Regions from separate parts of the Mus musculus genome. Here regions 2 and 3 are each linked to region 1. Evidence: chromatin contacts called from public Hi-C and promoter capture Hi-C data. All regions are on one chromosome and are shown on one strand. The core of a region is the stretch at or near the end of the contact, and the rest is flanking DNA. Distances in the headings are between cores, read along the strand shown.

Evidence for each region. Promoter capture Hi-C pulls out the DNA fragments that hold promoters and counts their contacts. A called contact is a pair of places that touch in the nucleus more often than the background predicts.
Region 2: a Hi-C map of B cells shows a contact between it and region 1, with 9 read pairs. The contact joins the promoter of Fntb here to the promoter of Wdr89 in region 1. A contact is called at or near these places in 1 of 39 promoter capture datasets (pre-B cells) and 1 of 484 Hi-C or Micro-C datasets (B cells).
Region 3: a promoter capture Hi-C map of hippocampal neurons shows a contact between it and region 1, with 2.7 times the contacts expected there. The contact joins the promoter of Sptb here to the promoter of Wdr89 in region 1.

The regions. Positions count from the first base shown.
Region 1 is chr12:75,666,742-75,671,825 of GRCm38.p6, forward strand. It overlaps Wdr89 (WD repeat domain 89), which reads right to left and starts at 2,796. Exons shown (of 2, transcript NM_028203.1): 1 at 2,731-2,796. It overlaps Gm34717 (a long non-coding RNA gene), which reads left to right and starts at 2,984. Exons shown (of 3, transcript XR_381697.2): 1 at 2,984-3,340.
Region 2 is chr12:76,834,830-76,839,913 of GRCm38.p6, forward strand. Fntb (farnesyltransferase, CAAX box, beta) reads left to right here and starts at 2,638. Exons shown (of 12, transcript NM_145927.2): 1 at 2,638-2,822. The coding sequence starts at 2,679.
Region 3 is chr12:76,708,099-76,713,182 of GRCm38.p6, forward strand. It overlaps Sptb (spectrin beta, erythrocytic), which reads right to left and starts at 2,449. Exons shown (of 36, transcript NM_013675.3): 1 at 1,837-2,449.

The sequences.
Region 1 (5,084 bases), core at 1,546-4,045:
CTGTTCCAGAACTCACTAGGTAGAACTCACTGGCCTTGAACTCAAGAGATCTGCCAGCCTCTGCCTCCAGCATGCTGGGATTAAAGGCATAGACCACCATACCCTGTACAGAAACCATTCCTAGTCCCTGAGCCATCTCTTCAGTGCCACATGCATTCAGTCGTAAGTCACTACATCTGTAGTAATTTGTTATAGCAGCCATCTGAATCTGAGACTAATAAACCCTTTCAAAACTTTAGTAATATTCAGCTATGATGGCTTATAATCCTAGCATTTGTGAAGCTGAGGCACTGGTTTTGAGGCCAACCTAAGGTAAATGGTGAATTCAGGACAGCCTGGGGTATTGTGCAAGAGCCTGTTTCAAAAACAACAGGGCCAGTGGGAGTGCTCATCTGACCTAAAATTGATTCCCTGGACCTACAAGGGGGAAGTAAAGAGCAAATTCCAAGTTGTCCTCTGACCTCCACAGTTGCAGTGCCATGTCTGTCTGTCTCTGTCTCTGTCTCTGTCTCTCTCTCTCTCTCTCTCTCACACACACACACACACACACACACACAATGTAATAAAATATTCAAAGACAGAAAGCTTAGCAGTGAACTGTATATATTCCAACTAATACATTTGAGCTTGAGTCCAGACTAAAGTACAATGAGACTGTGAGGTTTTCTTCTTTTCTCCACTTGATTGTCTTTTGTTTTAGAGAGACCACTGAAAATGTAGAAATGTAGGGTTTCTGTTTTGTTTGTTCTTTTAGCATAAGAGTGGGAAAGAAAAAAAAAAAAAACCATAACAACAAAAAGCTAACCCCAGCACTCGGGAGGCAGAGGCAGGTGGATTTCTGAGTTCAAGGCCACCCTGGTCTACAAAGTGAGTTCCAGGACAGCCAGGGCTATACAGAGATACCCTGTCTCAAAAAACAAAACAAAAAAACAACAAAAAGCAATGTCTTAAGCTGGATGTGAGACACTGGCCTTTAACCCCAACATGCAGGAGGCAGAGGCAGGTGGATCTGTGAGTTCAAAGCTAGCCTAAATTCTAGGTCAGCCAAAGCTACATAGGTTGAAGCCCTGCCTCAAAAACAACAAGAAAGATACACACATACACACACACAAAACACACAATGTTTTCAGTTCTATTTATAATAAATAGAAGGTGCAGTTCGGTTGATGTGAAAGCCTATAATTCCAGCACTTGAGAGAACACCAAGTTCTCTAAGTTTAAGGCTAGCCTAGTTTACAAAGTGAGCTCTAGGACCACCAGAACCTCACAGAAACCCTGACTCCAAAACCCCAAACCAACCAACCAACCCAAACCAACCAACCCTGAAAGTTGCAGAAAACAGTCAAGATTTTAAACAAAGGTGGACACGAAAGAAACCTCAACAGTCACAGGGGCTGACTTACTTTTGCCCTGTTCTATAAAATCTAAGGTAAAAAGACGAGCTAGACACTTCTCACTTCTGCTCTCTAGATAGTACTGTCCTGACCCCAAGATAGGCGGGTAAGTAGTCAACACAGAGGTATCTCACACTTACATTGTTAACTAGGCTGCATGATTTTGTGGTCTTTAAACAAGAAGCAGAAACAGGTATGGTTGATACCAATAACATAGACTATAAGTCCACATCTTCACTGAATTATCACAACACTGAGAAGCAATTTGGCACGGACCATGCACTTTTTAACAACCTGATGATTGCAAAGCAAAGTTAGGAAGTAGACCTTTAGACTGATGCCTTCCTACCAGTTCATCTTACTTGGATAATAACCAATTAACTGGTTTCCTGGTACACTGTTTAGGATTTTAAAATAATTTCTTTTTTCTTTCCTTTTCTTTTTTTGTTTTTTCAAGACAGGGTTTCTCTGTGTAGCCCTGGCTGTTCTGGAACTCACTCTGTAGACCAGGCTGGCCTCGAACTCAGAAATCCGCCTGCCTCTGCCTCCCAAGTGCTGGGATCAAAGGCGTGTGCCACCACTGCCCGGCTTTAAAACAATTTCAAGTTAGGAAAGAAAACAGGAGCGTTTTACTAGTTGTACTATCTTTAATTTTACATTTGTGGAAGCTGAATTCCCTCAATTTAAGTTGTCAGAGTTAGCCTAAATGAGACATTTCACAAAAATAAGATGCTGCCAGCACTGCCTCTTGGGTGGTTTTCGTTGTGAATTAGGTTTGTGTGTGTGTGTGTGTGTGTGCATGACAAAGTTTTCCCAAGAAGCACTGGTTAGCTGGAAACTCAAAGAGATCCTCTTGCCTCTACCTCCCTCCCAGTCAGTACTGGGATCCCCGGTGTGCTTCACCACACCCGACCAGCACCTAGCTCGGTGGACAGCTGTGTGGCCTAGATGACACCACACACGTAAGGAACTTAGCCTAGTAGCCTGCATCACAGCACATACTGTACGACTTGGCTCCGCGTACCAAATGAAAAAATCTGCTTTTTGATGTGGAAAAAGGCCGGAGCCAGGAGGTGGGTGTGGGATGAGTGAGAGGAAGGGCAGGCAAGAGCGAGCAGGGACCTACCCACCCTTCCTCGAAACTGAAGCAGAGACCTTCGGGTGGCATGGACCCCACATCCTGGCATACAGAGACCCACGCGGTCCCTGCGCATGCACGTGCTCCCTCTCACACCACCCGCTCCCCTTCTGCGCTCCCCGCCCAGGGCTCTCCACGCGCGTGCCACCCAGTGGCCGCCGGTCGAGAGAGCTGCCCGCCCTGCCCAGCAGAAAGTACCTCCGCAGCAAACCCCACACTGGAGCTGGAGAAAACGCACGCTCTGCCCACGGCCGGCTGGAACTCCGCCCTCCGGCTCTGATTGGGTAAAAATATAGAGGAAGCTGAAGCGGATTGGTCCATAGCACAGAGGCCGGACCATAACCAGCGGGCTCTTCTGAAGCGGGAGCCGCGCGCCTTTGCTTGCTACCTTCCGATTGGACGAGGGCAGAAGGTCTGCGCATGCGTAACTCGGTCTACGGACCACGCCATACAACACCTCCCTCTAGGTCAGGTTAACGGAAGTCCCTGGGACCCAGCTTCCTGGACGTGTGGCCAATAAAAGGCAAGATCGTCACCGATTCCGCCTTTTCATGCGGATGTGGCTTTGCAGTTTCTTCCAGCACTTCTTCCGCTTCCTCGGACTCGGGTGTAAAGTTATTTCGCGGACCAGAGGAGTGGGGCTGAGGCAGGATTTCGTGGATCTGAAATAACCACACGTGATCACAAAGCCTAGCTATACAGGCGGGTTTGAACGAGCAGTATCCGGCCTTCACTCCAGCATGGCTATGACTCAAGGTTGACAGGAGCGCAATTACAAAATCTGGAGGTAGTTTTGCCTCGGCCCCAGGTAACTCTGGGAATTGAAGTCCATAATGGTCAGGTCCTGTCTCATCTGTCCTATTTTGATGTTGCTTTTAAACTTTAGTTTGATACAGGGCTGATGTTCCAACTGTAGTGGAGACATGACATCTGGCCCTACCAATAGGGGAATGAGCTCTGTCCTTGAACACCAAGAAGCCCTGAATCTAGTTTAGGTGGACTCTACCCTCTTTTCATTATAGATGAATACCTGTGGTATAACAACCATGAGACCGCGTTTTCCAGTGTAAACAATTCAGAAAATACGTACTTGGTTAAGCGATAATGCAAACAAGCCAGATTGTCCCTGGAAATACATTCGGCTGGGACTCGTGAAATTAACGTGCTGTGTATACCCACAGGAATCTGAATAAGGGGAACTAACTAGGGGATATATCTTGGTGCTGTTAAAAGGTATCCTTCCCCTGGAAATCCCCCCAAGGTGAGTTTAGGTTGGTCCCATTTACAGCTAGTAGAGTTGGAGATAGAGATTATTGTTTGATTAGTTGCAGTTTCTAATTAATATCGGTCTTGGTGTCATGGCATAGCCAGGAGTCCTGACCTACAGTGGGTTAAGAATGGTTAGGGAACTGACATACTCTTTTCATATCCTGAACACTGAGATGCTGGCTTCCACTGCCTTCTGGACCTTTATCTATGAAGTTACTAAAGGGAATTCCTGGGGGAAATTGGAGTTGGGAGCTTGCCATCCTAGGGGGCTTGTAACCTGACCCCCCGGGGTTTTGGTCTTTGCCATGCCCTGATCTTTATATCACAGGTAGTGATGGTTCTTATTTTAGGACTATGAAGGGATCCGTGTAACCCGGAGAGGACTCAGTTTTGCTATCCAACCAAGAACAATGGCTTTCGGGGAAGGGGCATCAACTGCAGCCATAGTGCTGGACCCAGGGATGCGCTTCTCCCCAGGAGCAAGTGAGCCATGCCCCAGTAGTCTCTGGTTGTAGCACTTTACAGAAATCTACCTGGAAGGTAGTTTGGGTTTCAGTGGATAGATTGGTTAAGAGCTCCCTGGTTCTGGTTTTTTACATTTTTATACCCAGTGCCCTGACGTATGGGGACTTGGGAGCCTTTCCAAAAGGAGAGAAAAAGACAAAATAGGACAACTATGATTCTAGGGCCCTTGTCAGTCTTTAGGGGTTTGGAGGACCTAGTGACAACTCATTTGTCATTATTTTCTGTAGCCTCCTTCAGCTGGATATGGTGCATTCATGGGGTGACCTTCATTGCTGTTCCAGTCCAGATCCTCTTTACCCATATGAGGTCACCAGGCTGGAACTTGCAGGCAGGCTCAGACAGGAGACAAAGATACAGCCTCTCCAATGATCTGATGAGTCTTGCAGGGCCTGTAAGGACTTGAGAAGGCAATGGTTAGTAATTTCTGACTGGTGCATCTGGCCCTCGGGAGGGCAAAATGTAGAAAGCTGGCCCAATTTTTTGCCATTATTAAAGCCGTATTTTAAGAGTTTTGTTTTTATTCTTTTTATCCTGTCCTGAGCTTTGTGGCCTGTCTAATTAGTGTGTAACGCTTTTCCCAGATTTGGGAATATTTTGACTATGAGGGCCAGACCGTGTCAGACCCCAGAATATGGGCAATCCAAGCCTATGGACCAACTCCTGGAGAAGCTTTTGTGGTAATTGATGCAGCCTCTGCTGGTTGGGGTAGAAATCTCCTCAACCCAAGAAGCTAGGATGTTCTTGTAGACCCAAAGGCA
Region 2 (5,084 bases), core at 1,388-3,887, 1.2 Mb after region 1:
TCTTAGACATGTGACTTGGGGTTGAATAGGAGAGTATTAAAATGTTCTGAGCAGGGAGTAGAGTACATGTGCCTTGTATGTGTTGTAGAGATCAAACTCAACCTTGCACACACTAGGTACTTCCACTGAGCTATACTACCAGCCCCGGGACATTTATTGTCTTTCCCCACAACCCCTCATCTTAAATAATTGAACCTTTTATCCTGATGGGGTTGTTTTTTTCCTTTCTCATGTGCACGTGGTGTGCATAGGTATGCATGGCTTTGTATGTTTGTGGGCACATGTTTGTATGTGCACGTGAAGGTCTGGGGTTGATGCTAGGAATCAGCCTTACCTGCTCTTCAACCTTAATCATTCCGGCAGGGTCTCTTAGGTAAACCCAGAACTCACTCACCCAGCTGTTCAGCTTGTTCTGGGTGCTCTCTGCCTTGGCCTTCTGAGGCTGGAGTTACAGACAGATAACACACCCACCCACCACTTATGTGGCTTCTTGGATCTGAACCCTGGTCCTCAAGCTTGTCCAACAAGTTGTATTGAACCACCCTCCTGCTCCTGGTTTAGTTCTGTTGATGTAAATCCTGGAAAAAATCCTTGTTTATTGCTGTCCAAATGTGGTAGGTTTTTCCTAAAGATTGAAGTGTGTGTGTGTGTATGTGTGTGTGTGTGTGTGTGTGTGTGTGTGTGTGCGTGCGCGCGCGCCTGAGTGTGTATATGTACCATGTGTGTGTGAAAGTCTGCAGAGACTAGGAGAGGGTGTTTAAAAGCCTAGAACTGGAGTTAAAAGAGTTACAGGTAGTTGTGAAATGTCACATGGGTTCTGGGAACCCAACCCAGGTCCTCTGCAAGAGCATCAAATATTCTTTACCAATGAGCCGTCTCTCCAGCCCCATAAAGATTTCAATTACACCTGTGTGTCTGTGTGTGGTTAGATGCACATGAGTACAGATGTACTTTAGAGGTCAAAAGAGGGCATTGGATCCCTGGAGCTGGAGATGAAGGCAGATGTGAGTGGCCAGTTAGGGTGATGGGAAATAAAAAGGTCCTCTGTAAGAGCAACAAGTGTTCTTCACCACTAAGCTGTCTCTCCAGCCTCACAGGGCTTTCCTAAAATCACCACTCTAACATTGTATTTGTGAGGTATATAAGGATATACTCATTCAAGGGTTATCAGAATTAACCGAAGCATGCACAAGTATATTTATGGCATGTTCCTTCAAATGCCGTTCTGTCTTCTTGCTGTCCTTCATTGTTTTGTTATAGATGGCTACTACTTTGGTTTTCAGCTTAAGAGACCTAAAGAAAGAAGGGTCTGGCTCAGCCACCAAATTTAATTAGAACTCAGTTTCTTCTGTCAGTTTCAAAGACATTTTTATTTTCTTTCCTTTCTAATTTCGAAAAATTTCATTCTGTGTGTGAGCCTGTATTTACTGTGCCTTCTCTTTTCTTTAAAGTTCTAGTTTGTTTCCTTTTTTTGTTTAATTGTTTCTGAAGAGAGAGAGAGAGAGAGAGAGAGAGAGAGAGAGAGAGAGAGAGAGAAGATGTGGAGTTGGGTGGATGGGGAAATTGGGAGGATTTGGGTGAGGGAAACTGTGATTTGAATATATTGCATGAAAAAATCATTTTCAAATATATACGTATGTATATATATATGAAACAGTAACATTAAAAACGTGTATGGGTATTTTGCCTGCATGTGCACATGTGCATTACTTGTGTGTATGTTGTCTGTGGAGGCCAGAAAAGGGCGTCAGATCCTCTGGACCTGGAGTTATGGGTGGCTGTAAGTCTCCAGGTGGCTGCTTGGAATCCTGTGGCGCTGCAGCCCCTGCTGAGCCACCCGTCCAGGCCTGACTCTATTATTATTTTCTGTCATACCATAATTGGAAGCTGTCAAATATTTATGTTCACTTATTTAATTCTGCCTATTCCTCAAAAATGAAATTCAGATGTAATCTAAGGAAAAGGGCATTGTAATTTTGTTCACTTCTGCATTCCTGGGCTCTGGCACGGAACAAGTAGCAGGAGCTCCATGAATATTTGTTGATATTTCTTTGGATGATGCATTTACACTCATTTCTTCTATGGTATTTTAGTTTCTTTTAGTTTCTGCCATTGCACTGTAACCTCCAAAGGAGAAAATTACAGTACTACATTTCTCTATCTCTGAGTATTGAGACCTGCAATTCTGCTAATGCACAGAAAAGCTGAGGCTTCTCCTAAGAGGCTGTCAAGGACCCAAAGGTGCATGGTAATTCTATTAGTTAATAGCGTGACTGAGGTACTCAAGAGAGATGTCAGAAATGCTTTTTTTTTTTTTTTTTTTTTTTAGGTTACATTCTTAGGGTTCTTGAACAGCTGAAATCGCAAGCTACTGCATTACAATTAGGCGAGAGCGAAACGTTGACGTTTTCTTTTTTATTATTTGCATAACGAACCGAGGCATCCTAGATCTCCTTTCTCCAGAAAGCTGATCTCCTGCAGCAGCTCATCTGTCCGACGGGGGGCGGCAGTATCCCAGTAACTCACTTCTTGAAGATGTGTAGGTGGGAGGAGAGATTCGCGTTCAAAATCTTTTTGACTCTACGGACTTTCCGTAGCGCCTTAGCCCGCTCGAGTTTCAATGCGCGTTGTTGCTGGATGAAGCTGAGTCCTATACAGCGCTCGCAGCTCTCCCGATCATGGCTTCTTCGAGTTCCTTCACCTATTATTGTCCTCCATCTTCCTCCCCTGTTTGGTCAGAACCGCTGTATAGTCTGAGACCTGAGCACGTGCGGGAGCGGTTGCAAGACGACTCAGTGGAAACAGTCACATCCATAGAACAGGTGAGGTGGCAGGACTGGGCGAGGCGCCCGCGCGGGGCCTTCTGGGAGTAGGAGTCCCTTTTGTAAGCCCGTCTCGGGGCAAAACTCTCCATGGAACTACAACTCCCGTAGTGCACTGCGCCCCCGCCCCCGAGCTCTAGGCGCCCAGACTGGGGCTTCCGAGTGGAGCGTTTTCGGGGCTTACTTGGGTAGGAGAGGGTTGTTGTCAGGGCTGGGTTTGGAGAACAGGACAGTACCCCTGATCTCTCTGCTTCGGACGTTGTAAAGGATCTTGTTTCGTGTCTGGAGTCCACAGCAGCCTGGGCGGACCAGGTAGTCCGCTCCGTTCTGTTTAGATGTCTTGAGGTTCTAGGACCGACCGCTCACTTTTCTTCACATGTTCGCAGTTTCCGGACATCTAGGGGATCGAACGGCCGGACTGTGGTCATGTCATCCCTAAATCGATTTAATTTCTGACCTATTGGGTCAGGTTGAGGCCTACCTCGTGGTGGGTAACCATTTGAGCACTTGCTGTTGAACGCTGGAAATACAGAAAAAGATAACAGCCCCTAGGCAAGAGCCTGGTTGGGCAAGACAGACTGGAAAACTGTATAGTTCGGAAAGCACAAAAAAGTATGGAGTTTGAACTGCTTGTGATTCACTAAGGCCTAGAGTGTACCAGACATGCCATTTTGAAAAGTGTTTTAAGGTGTGAGTAGTGAGTTGATAGCTTACATTTTTCTCACTCTCCATTTGGAATTGTTCCCAAATCGGTTGTTGTAGAGCTGTTTACCCATCTGTTACTAGAAGTGGTCAGGATGAGTCCTGTCGCTAAGGAATAGGCATTCAGCCACTTACTAAAATAAGATCTTACTAAGATCACTACTCAGGCTTAACTGTGGAGGGACCGGCTTCATCTTATCTTAAAGCTGTGAGCCTCTATTTAGGCAAAACTAGCAGCAAATAATGACTGTATAAAAATTTCAGTTTTTATGTGTGCGAATGTGTGTATGGCATGTGTTTGTACGTGTTGATACCAGGACACACAATATGTGGGTTCGGAAGATCCAACTGAAGTTGGCAGGCTTGCATAGGAAGCACCTCTACCCACTGAGCCATCTCTCTTGCCCTAAAGATTCATAACAGAACAAGGGATTGGACACATGGTTATTCACCTAGTAGCAGAGGGACTGTTTTAATCTTTGAGTCAATGCCTTGTGGGCTTTAGGGTAATAAAGGGAACTTTTTGGCTTCAGCTCTCTAACCTAGTTAACTGTGTCCCACAGAAGACTTTTATAAAACATTGCAAAGAAATCTTTCATCAGTGACAAAATCTTCAGAATCTTTGCAGGGTTTGGAGCAATTTGGGGTTTTTTGGTCTGTTTGTTTTTTCGAGCTAGGGTTTCTCTGTGTAGCATTGGCTGCCTGGAACTACTCCGTAGACCAGGCTGGCCTCGAACTCATAGAGATCTGACTGCCTCTGCCTCTCAAGTTCTGGGCTAGAACATGTGCCTCTACTACTTGGGTAGAGCGGTGTTTCTGTAGTTGATAAGACAACTACAAGCCTTTTCTTTTGAAGTTACAGGGTTAAACAGGACACACACACGTACACCATTTATATCTTTAACTGATCTGACTTAGAATAGCGGTTCTCAACCTTCCTAAAGCTGTGACCCTTACTATAGTTCTATAGTTCCACATGTTGTGGCCACTCCAACCATAAAGCTGTTTTAAAAAGCTTCACAACTGTAATCTTGCTACTGTTATGAATCATAATGTAAATAGCTTGTGTTTTCCAATAGTCTTAAGGCGACCCCTGTGACAGGGTGGTCATGACCCACAGGTTGAGAAACGCTGACTTAGCAGATAAGGGTATACAGGATGCTAATGAAGAAAACAGAATCAGAGTTAAGTCTGTCACTTACAAAACCATCTGTGTTGAGAGTTAACATCTCATCGTGAGTTTTCTGATCTGTTGTCTATTATATATACTGTTTTTCAGTAGACCGCTGAAGTTCCTTCCTTGCTTGGTTCCTATAAGGATAAAACAACTTAACTTCTGAGTAGGCATTACGAGCAATAAAAAAATGGACACAGGATGCTCTGAAAAGAGCCAGGCCAAGGCCAGGGCTGGGGAGGATGCTAAGTCCTGATAGGTCAGTGTAGAGTGTCTGTCAGATACAAGCCCAATGGTATGATAGTCTTATGTTTTATGTCAGTATCACAGCTCACATTAAAAAAAAAAATTTAATGTATATGAGTACACTGTAGCTGTCTTCAGAC
Region 3 (5,084 bases), core at 1,199-3,698, 1.0 Mb after region 1:
TACGCCTTCAGCCCCAAGCGAACAATCCAACAGGTGTGTTGGTTCCACCGGACACCTTCAGAACACCTACACAAAGCAATGACCAGAGCAAAAAGCGGTATCCCAGCTCTCCCCTGGGCAAGTCACTGGGGAGAACTCAACATGCCTGCGCAGCAAGGCCCAGCCTGAATGCCTGGGAGTTTTTGGGTGCTTTCAATTCCTTGAGTGGACTCTATGTCTTCAGAGAACTCAAGATTAACTGGACTGGCTCATCCCCAGCCACTACCACTGGGCCACTGATAAAGGGAGGTGCACCAGCAAAAGGGTCCCTCTCCTTTCAACTGTGCTTTACTCAACACTGGAATGTGATAACACTTTGTATAAACGATTGGCCTCATCTGGAGATTGGTGGGCTCTTCTCTGTTCTAAGTTTACTGTTCCTTTTGTTAGCTAGTCCCCAAGCCTCTGTGGGTGCTGGGCATTCAGTACATAGTGAACAAACAGTCTACACTTGTAAGAGTTTCCCATAACATTCTGGAAATCAGGGCTCATTGGAAAAGCATATGAAGTCTGATCCTGGAATAGGAGATGACTACCCTGGGTCGTAGTCATAGAGCAGTGAAAAGAGAATTCTAGATTAAAATTCTGAGCGATCCGTGACGCTAAGGATAGCCTAAGAGAACAGCTTAAATGTGCCTCGATTTTTTTTTCTTCCCTGAAGGCTCCTCTCATTCAGGAGCTATCTGAATCACCTCCCTTGGAAACTGAACTATATACATCCATTGCACAGGCAGGGGTTTTGTGTGGCTGCCTCCTAGCGTGGAGGTGACAGCCGTATCCTCTCCCCACTGAAGTTCTTAGTAAAAAAGAGACCATCACTATATAATCCCATCCCACCCTGCCGGATGCATCTAAAACAATGGCTTCTTTCCATATCCCTTCAGTGAGTTAAGGGTGTTATTAACTGTAGCACCTCTAATTGCTCACTGAAAACAGTGGTTTGGATATTAATAGACTATAAATCAAGGCCCTACCTAAGGCTTGTTGTCACGGAAACTGTACTCAAGCCTCGTAGCTATTTCCCCTTTGGGAAGTCTGGGTAAGTTGGTGGGACTTGAGGATTGTGTTAGAGCTCTTGTTTCTTCCATTTTCTGCTATTTCTCCGGGGCCAAGTTGCTGGAACTGGCACGAAGGGTAACCGTAGAGTGGGCAGTAGCTTGGAGATAAGGAACTCAAAGGGAAAAGGTGGGGGTCCTTGAAGTATAGTCCTGGGACACTTGATCTCTCCCTTCTCAGTCTACACTGGGCCACTCTGCACGTCCTGCCTGACATCCTGAGGCCCGGCCCCCTCTGCTGCCCTGAACTGTCCTCCCAGCCTTGGCACTGGGCAGCCCTGGAGCGCGCTAGCCAAGTTCCAGAAGAGGATCCGACACGCCCGGGGGTTTGAGAAACCAGGCAGCAGGAGGCACAGACGCGGACAGTCCTTAGACCGACGACAGGCAGCCCCCCCCCCCAACTTTGCTCCCAGGCGAGGGTCCTGGGGGAGGCGGCCAAGAGCACAAACCCCCCAAACCCACTCCCCGTGCCCCACGGCGACACTCTACTAGCTGGCTTCCCAAAGCTAGCGCCCTGCTCGCCCAGCGCCTGCGAAACCCACGCGGGTTCCCGCGTCCCGGGGTGACGACTGCCGCAGCCGCCAGGGCCTCCTGGGCTCCTCACCCCTCCCGCCCCGTGCTAGGCACCCGGGGCCAGGCCCCCACCGGGCTGTCGCGTCACCCGCCCCCTGGGCCCCGCACTCCCCGGCGCTGGCTCCGGGGCACCCAGCTCCCTCCCGTCGCGCGGCCCTCGGGGACTCACCTGCGCTGGGGCTGAAGCGGCGGCTACCCCGAGCCCGGGGGCGGCGGCGCAGGGGGAGGAGGGCAGCACGGGGCTCCTGGCACAGTGGCCGCCGGGCGCCTGGTGCAGCGGAGCCGCGGACCCGCCCAGAGATATAAATAACATTATCTGAGGAGGGACATTCCTGCCGGGGGACATCGCTGCTGCCGGGACCAGATAGTCCCGCGGCGGGGGCGGGGAGGCGGGGCTGCAGCCTCCCGCAGCGCCAGGCCCGCCTTCCCCACCCACTCCTGCACCTGCCAATCAGACTGCGCGCCCGGGGGCACCTGCCTAGCCGCTAGCGCCGCCGCCGCTGGGACCTGGGACGCCAGGGTCCTCTCTCACCTCCCCTGATCCCGCACACACAGAGCCCCTTGCCACGGGAAGAGGACTCGACTCTGCTGCTCCGGCCTAATTTGTGTGCCCGGAGCCGCAAGCTGGCGGCGAAAAGGAGTCCTCCCAGCCTTTCCCGCCTAGCGTCCCTGCAGACTACGATCTGGTTTTGAAAAAACATCTAAAGACCCGTTTAGGCCATAGGGTGGGTGAGGAGGGCGCCCCGGCTGTAATGCCCCTCCGGAGATAGGCTGGAAGGGACAGATTGTTCCCGCGGGCGGGTTACGTTAGAAAGCGCGCTCCCGGCCGGCTACAACCGGCTGGTAGTAGGAGCAGACGCTGGGAGCACAGGGGGTGGGCACTGGGCCGAGGCCCCCGCCCCCAGCCTGCGGGCTGGAGGCCGCGGCTCCTGCTTGTAAGCAAGGTACTGTCCCGGAGAACCCGGCTGTGCTGGTTGGTGGCGCTCAGCCTACAGTTGCATATTGCAGGGTCCATAATCAACAGGCAAGCCAGCATACCAGCCCACCTGCACCATCCTGTGAGCCCGGGTCTCCGGGCAAGACCCTGCTTTCTCACTGCAAGCTTTGGTAGGGTGGTGTACAGCAGGCCAGAGGAGATGCTAGAACCAAGGGTGTCAAGTACATCTGCGACTAGGGAGGGTGACACACGGACGAACACGGGCGGCTTGCAAGGCAGGCTATTTCCTTGACTTTTTAACAATACAAGGTCATCGCTCTGTAATGTTGGTTGCGTGCCTTGCTGTACCTTTCCTTGTTTTATTTTTATGGGGGGGGGGGAGGGGCGGCCCTCCATACGCTGTGCCTGGGATGGTCTCTCACAGACTATCAACCCGGGTAATCGCAAGTGTAATGGAGACACCAGTGGCGATTAAAAAGAGCATAGATGCAGAAGGGAGCTTTAACTTTGATGCTCCCCGGAATTCTTAACAGGAAACAGCCTTTCTCTTGACTTGTTTGCTTGAGTGTATAATTACGCTGTTTTCTAGGATTCATGAGCAAAGTGTGTTGAGTTGCCAGATGTTCAAGCTTAGTATTGGGTATTAAAGGTACGCAAAAGATATTTCACTGCCTGCTGCCGTCACACTTCTTTTGAGAGTAGGTATTTGGACAGTAAAAATGCTAATTGGGACAAAATCCACAGGTATTAAAAAGCCATAGAACTCTTCCCTCCCCTTTTGCCTGAGTTCTTATTACATACTAATTTCCCAAATGGCATCAGTATTACAAGGAAAATGACACACCGGCCTGGGCTATCCTAGAGGTTAACAGCGACCTCCCACCTCCTTCCCCCACTCAGACCATCTAGCAATTCTCTGTAGTGAGCAAGAGCTGTAGATCTTAAGCAAAGCACACATTTAGCACTCCAAAGGCCCTGGGACTCCCCAATATCCTCCAGCACCACCCCAAACCATTTGCTTTGCTTGTTGTTGAGTTCAAAATCATCTTTTTAGGAACTAATTCCTGGCAAAAACAAAAAACAGGCCAACTTCAAAAGCTGAGACTTAGATATCACAAGTAGAAATCCTTGATCTATTTTTGAAAGAAAAAGGGAGGGTTGGAATTATGTATTTATGTGTTTTAAACCGTGTGTGAATAAACTTATTAAATAAATTCATGAATCCCAGAATTGCAGCTTTGCAGCTACGTAATTATATATTAGAGGAAACAGATAATTCTTAGCTATAGGCTTGAGGCTCTGAACTGAATGGTTGCACACATATTTTCCTTTGGAGCGTTCAAATTTATAATTTTCAACCACAAGAAAAAAATGAATATGACGACGACAAACGCTCCAAAGCAACAGACAGATTAGTCCAAGATTTTACAAACCAGCTCTTCTGCTGTGGCTATCTCGACTTTAGCTGAACGATAAATAATTCAATACAACCTCATTTGCTGCAGATCCTGTTATCCTGACAACATCCCCAAATGCTTCCCAGCTAATAGAGTTACAGTGACATGATAAATCAGAGCCCAGTGAGAGAGGAAGTTTAGAAGTGCAGAGAGAAAGGGCATTGCACAAGCACAGGAATGAGAAATTCGGGACAGTGTGGGGGAGGGAGGGGGGACACTGATAGAAAGGTTCACTATCAAGGTCATTGTTGAGACAGAGCGTCTTCAGGGGCCTTCTTAGAAAACTGTACAGTATCTATAAAGTATCGTTGAGAATTCTCTACAGGAGATAAAGATGGACCTTCATCTTCATTGGTCAAAGGACTGTCCCTGCCCATCTTGACAACCTGGATTTCCAAGGTTCCCTGTAAGCTTCCCTAGTTAATCTGCAGCTTTGGAAGAGTTCTGGGACCCGAAGGGAGAGCTTAAGACTTTAGTAGATGCTGTGAGCCAAGGTTTGGGAGGAAGCCTTCAGAGACTGAGTGCCCAGCTCTAGCTGAAATCAATAGGTGAGGCTAAGGGGGTGGATGTAAGTAAGGACACTAGAGTCGTCTAACTATAGGGGGATGTCTGCTAGTCTCCTTCTCCTTCATAGTCTCTCTCTCTCTCTCTCTCTCTCTCTCACACACACACACACACACAGTTCTTTGAGAATTCCTTACATGTCTGCATCATATTCACTCCCCCAGCTCTTCTCAGAACCACTCCCTTTTCTTTAACCTCCCTCCCCCAATTTTATGCTTTTATGCCTTCCCCCAACCCTTTAAGATTAATTTGTGCTGCCCAAATATGCTATTTTTATTGAACCACAAAGCCAAAGCTATTTAAGTAAACCACTTTGAATTAAACATGAACATATATATTAGAAAGATACTCAAAAGCAAATGCAAAGCTAACCCTGACTAATTCAAGTCCTTAGTGGCAATAATGAAGGAATCAAGAATTCATGATACTAGCACGTACTATACCCTTTAACTGAGCTCC